Linked DNA regions of Mus musculus: region 1 is linked to region 2. Evidence: chromatin contacts called from public HiChIP or PLAC-seq data. All regions are on one chromosome and are shown on one strand. The core of a region is the stretch at or near the end of the contact, and the rest is flanking DNA. Distances in the headings are between cores, read along the strand shown.

What was found. HiChIP or PLAC-seq counts read pairs in DNA pulled down with a chosen protein or histone mark.
Region 1: an H3K27ac HiChIP or PLAC-seq map of the NIH/3T3 cell line shows a contact between it and region 2, with 9 times the contacts expected there. The contact joins two enhancer-like sites. A contact is called at or near these places in 1 of 15 datasets of contacts at CTCF or cohesin (the NIH/3T3 cell line) and 2 of 115 datasets of contacts at active chromatin or transcription factors (the NIH/3T3 cell line and pancreatic cancer cells).

Annotation. Positions count from the first base shown.
Region 1 is chr3:60,122,787-60,125,486 of GRCm38.p6, forward strand. No RefSeq gene overlaps it. Among named protein-coding and RNA genes, the nearest start is that of Gm24382, 3.6 kb to the right of the region's middle. Within about 2 kb of position 1,290, at least 62 of the 459 cell types and tissues checked have an H3K27ac peak or open chromatin away from gene starts, as enhancers often do. A contact at or near this core is called in the NIH/3T3 cell line and pancreatic cancer cells, where this site is marked.
Region 2 is chr3:59,294,677-59,297,376 of GRCm38.p6, forward strand. Med12l (mediator complex subunit 12-like) reads left to right here. Exons shown (of 44, transcript NM_177855.3): 40 at 1,329-1,558. Among named protein-coding and RNA genes, the nearest start is that of P2ry12, 33 kb to the left of the region's middle. Within about 2 kb of position 1,400, at least 70 of the 459 cell types and tissues checked have an H3K27ac peak or open chromatin away from gene starts, as enhancers often do. A contact at or near this core is called in the NIH/3T3 cell line and pancreatic cancer cells, where this site is marked.

The sequences.
Region 1 (2,700 bases), core at 40-2,539, 830 kb after region 2:
GCAGCTAGAGACATGAGCTCTGGGGAGTACTGGGTAGTTCATATTGTTGTTCCACCTAAAGGGTTGCAGACCCCTTTAGCTCCTTGGTTACTTTCTCTAGCTCCTTCATTGAGGGCCCTATAATCCATCCAATAGCTGACTGTGAGCATCCACTTATGTGTTTGCTAAGCCCCGGCATAGTCTCACAAGAGACAGCTATATCAGGGTCCTTTCAGCAAAATCTTGCTAGTGTATGCAATGGTGTCAGCATTTGGAGGCTGATTATGGGATGGATCCCCGGATATGGCAGTCTCTAGTTGGTCCATCCTTTCGTCTCAGCTCCAAACTTTGTCTCTGTTACTCCTTTCATGGGTGTTTTGTTCCCAATTCTAAGAAGGGGCAAAGTGTCCACACAAACTTTGGTCTTTGTTCTTCTTGAATTTCAGGTGTTTCGCAAATTGTATCTTATATGTTGGTTATTCTGAGTTTCTGGGCTAATATCCACTTATCAGTGAGTACATTTGTGAAATTCCTAGACAAATGGATGGACCTAGAGGGCATCATCCTGAGTGAGGTAACCCAATCACAAAAGAACTCACATGATATGTACTCACTGATAAGTGGATATTAGCCTGATACCTTCTTAATGCATTCTTAACAAAGCATGACCAAGCACCACCCCACATCTGAAAAGATGTACACGATTAAGCCAAAAAATCTTAAGCTGGATCATTTCCCCATCCTAGTCCATCCTTGCCTGTGTTTTTTAGTCTGCATGAATTACACTCTTGTATAACCCCGATCATGTTTTAAGAATAAAAAATAAAACAAAGACACACTTACCTTAATGTTTTAACCTTTTCTTCCTAACACTAACATGAATCCAGTCAGCTATGTTTGCCTTCGTAGAAGTAACAACAGCATGACCCCACTGGTGAACATGACTACTTTATTCTTAATTTTAAAAGTTGCGTGAAGCTGGTCTTCCCAGGCTAAAAACAAACGAAAAAGCTAGGCTGTAAATGAAGCAACCACTGGGAATAAAACCTGTCCAAATATGTACCTACTTCATCTCATGTAATGGCCGTCAGTCAGTGTATTCTCCACTTTAATTAGAAGCAAAAAGTACCTCCTGCCTTCTGGAAGCACTCAGGGCAACAAGGAACTAAGCTATATCTCCTAAATAATCCCAAGCTCTCAGGTCTTAATTATAGCCTCTTGCCAGCAATGTTTATTAGTACAGTGTCAACTTCCAACGAAAGGGAGGCATCACGAGGCAGCAGAGCAGGCTTTGTAGAGGGAGACAGACAGCTGGGGTGAAGCCTCTGGTGGTTAGTTCTCCAGTGGCGGGGGGTGGGGTGGGGAGGGGAGGGGAGGCCTTAAATACAGAGGGAAATGATTCAAAGCAAGCTTTAAAAGAAAAACATAAAAAGAATATCTTCCATTGCCTCATGTTGAAGCTGGAGCCGAGCACGCCTCTTTCTGACAATTTAAAACCTCATAAAGTGAGTACTGCTTAGGGCAAATTAATTGTGTTGAAAGTGAATCTATCAGTATGTTAATTAAGCATGCTCCTATTATTGGGCTGTATATATTTTATGTGCTCTGTAGCACATAGAGTAGAGACTGAAACCTTTCTGTATAAATAATTGAGAAGGACTTTATGTGTTTCACTCAGACTGAAAAGTCTCTGAATATATATTAATGGTAACCCAGTCTCTAAAAATAAACTGGGTGTCTGTTACTTACAATTCTGGCCTCACTGAAAGCCAGTTTTACGTGGTTTTTCCATGCCCAGGAAAAAAAAAAAAAAAGAGGTGTGGTTCCTACTGCAAGCACTTTTGAAAGTCTGTTTGATGATTTTGGATGACCCATAAAGTGCCAAAGCATTACTCATATACTGTTGGCTTCAGAGAAACCAAAATGATCGTAGTGATTGTTTTTTAACTTCCTTCAGATGTTGGAAAATTACTAGTGTTTCACAAAATAAAACATCGCTCTGCCTACGCACAGCACAGTGCCTGTCTTTATTTTAATGAATGGAATTCTTTAGACCTTCGGAATTGTGTGTGCATATCTTCTCTAGGCAATGGTTAGAACTCACTCATTGATGGTTCAAATGTGCAAAACTTAAAGTCGAGTTCTGTGTTTTCTGAGCTTCTACCACAAGAAAAAACGCGTATTGTTTCTACTCTTCTTTTATTAGGCCTGCATGTTTATTTAAAAGTGGAAATGACACTGTTCTGATAGATGTTGGTGAGGGAAAGAGAGGCACATTTTCTCATTTTCCTTCTCTATACTTTACCTGTGGGAAGCTGTTGGGAAGGTGCTACTTAGTCGGGGAGTGGACAGTGAGTTTGACATGCACTCTTCAGACTTTCTCTATCTTTCTAGAACAGTGGCCTCCTCACCTGGTACTCTTCATGAGAGAGAATATTTGAAAATAGTAAACCTATTAGTAAATTATGAACATGTCTGCCTGATGCTCACAGGTTTATACTAAAGCCTGTGACGAATTGACATGAAGGGGGTACTGAGCCTACACATGCTACAGACGAGAAACAAGAAAGGGGGAAGATTGGGATTCCCTTTACCCTCACGTGCTGCTGTTTATGACGAGGACATTCTGAATGGGCTGAAATGTGGAGTAAAGACTTGCAGCTGAGGAGCTGAGCTGGCTCTGGGCACCTCTCTCTGGCTAGTGGAATTTGTACCCAAGAA
Region 2 (2,700 bases), core at 150-2,649:
TCAATTTATTAAATTGTTTAGTAATCTCAGTTATTTATGATACAGTGTTTAATGATATAATTTGTTATAGAAATTTTCATATTCAAGGATAACTTCCATGAGGGATCATGGTAGAAGAACAGGACAATAGGCCTTTGAGTCAGGTTGCAGTACAGGTGTTGTTGACTCTGTAGCTGTGTGACATGCATGGTATTCTGAGGTCTAGCTTCCTTTTCTGTAAGATCAAGAGGAAAGATGTGGGATTCAAGGCAACCTATGGAATTAGCGTACTGTCACATACACAGTAAATGCTCAACAAAGGGTGTGCTTATCTTTAAAAAATGTAGATCTTTGTCAGGCACTAGTGTTGCATAGAATTAATGCCAGCACTTGGGAGGCAGAGGCAGGTGGATCTCTATGAGTTCAAGACCAGCCTGGTCTACAGAACGAGTTCCAGGATATCCAAGGCTACATAGAGATACCCTGTTTGAAATAAAATAAAATAAATAGCCCTTTATTCCCCCTTTGTCCAAACTGTTTAGTAGTTTTATTATTTCTGCATCCTTACACCCTTACTTCTTTCTTTTATATAAAAAGACCCGATACTTTGATAAGATTTGTGTTGGGGCTGGCTATTCATTCCATGTATATGGCCGAAAGGAGTGCCCTGTTTGTCTTACGTAAGTCCCGAGTCTGGGTTCCTGTAGGCCACTTCTGCCATTTAGTGTGTATCACTCTTGTCTCCAGAGTCAGAGTTCTTACACTGCTTTAATATGTGGTGTTTTGGGGATCCAGAGAACAGGCAGCATTTTGTTCAGAGAATTGTTATCTTGTGATCCAGAAAACTCCATGTTTGTCTTTTACATAAGGCATCAAGGTTTAGAGAAATAGGTTCTTGTACGAATGGGAAAGTATACCCCGTCAGTTGATGTTCACTGGGCACGGCCCCTCCCTTGCTTGTCCCACTTTGGAGATGATTCTGATATTGTTTCGATTTTGTTGAATCTAGGCATGGAGTGTGTGGATACTTCGCTGATTATTTCTATGCAGAATGCTGCCCTTCCTAGCCCATGAAATAGACAGCTCAACTTAGAAAGCAAATGAATATCCAATTATTTTGAACTAGAGACTTCTGTGGATTCATTATCCAGCCAGTCTATTCTCTAAGTGTCTGGTTAGACTTCTCGCCTGCAAGAGTAGCCATCCTCATATGTTGAGTCATCCCAGCCTTGTGAGAGCAGTGAGTTTCAGGTTGGACCTCCTGGGCTTATTTTTGCCCCGTGTTTCTTAGTGATGGGAATATGGGTGCTAACTGGAGCACTGACATTTTCCTTTGTGCCTTCCTGCAGACCATGCCCCAGGGCTACACAATGTATGGAACACAGATGCCTTTGCAACAGGCAGCTCAGCAGCAGCCTGGTGGCGTGGTCCTTTCCCCCAGCTACAACTCCAGGGCCTATCCGGCTGCACATTCCAGCCCAGCGCTGATGGAAAGACTCCGGCAGCTTCAGCAGCAGCCAAGTGGCTACGTGCAGCAGCAGGCCTCCCCGTACCTGCAGCCCGTAGCTGGCTCTCAGAGGTGATACCTGTTGAAGTAATTGCGATAGTAAAACCCTCTCGGCCTTGGGATTGTTAAGCTCGCTCCTTCCAAGCGTTTGATACCGTAATGGTTTTTGAGCTCCTCTACTTGAGTCCTGACATCTCATTTTTTTTTTAACCAGCGTGCAGTAGAGGTTCCAAATTCTTTCATTGAAGAATGCTGTGGTTTTGACTCACTTCTTCCATGTGTGCTATGTAAAGTTTTTCAGATGTTACCCATGTGTTTTCTTTTCTGCTTTTTTCCTCCCCAAAAGGATTTTTTTTTTTTATTAAAAGTATCTGAGAAAACTATCGATCATGGTTAGCAGCGCCTTACTAGGATTTGTTGATCAAGCCAGTTTCTGTTGTAGAGCTAATTGTACATGGTGCTTTGCAAAGTTTTGTTATGACTTAGTTTTTATTTTTCCCACCTCAGAGATGACTCATGGCCGACTCTTCTGGTTCTTGTTTTAATCACACCCCTTCCTCCTAGGGTGTGTCAGTACTGCTTATTGTCGTAGTCGCTATCCATACATGGCTAAATTTAAATGAATTAAATCTGATTTAACATTTATTTCTGCAGACACATTAGTCACCTTTTAAGTGCACTTTAGCCAGCTCTGGCCAGCATGGCTAGATTTGAGGTTCATGTGACATATGCAGTGACGTGAAGACCTGGCAGGATGCTCAGCTATCTTGTGAAATTCTGTAGCTTTGACCAAGGAGCCTTGCAGTTTTGTTTATTTCTAAACCCTGATAACTAACTAGTCCTAGTGGCTAGAGGCCATTTCATTGGATGGCACAGATAGGAATCATTATTGCTTATCAAAATATACAATCTCATTAGATAATATAGTCCAGAAGAATTAGGTTTGTAATCATATAGACTACATTGTACAGTGGATAGCAGCTTAGCTCCCATGCGTTACCATCAATGACCAGCTACATGTCTGCTGAGGATAATAACTCTCTGAAAGTTAGGGAGGTCGGTGGGATTTGTGGGAAATAATTTGTAAAACATGCATTTTGCTCACCATGTTTTATAAGTAGTAGCAGAGCAGAGCTCAGTAACTTGAGCTTAAGTGCTAAAAAAAAAAAATCTGGGTTCAAATCCCACCTGTGTCATTTTTTTTTTCTGGATGA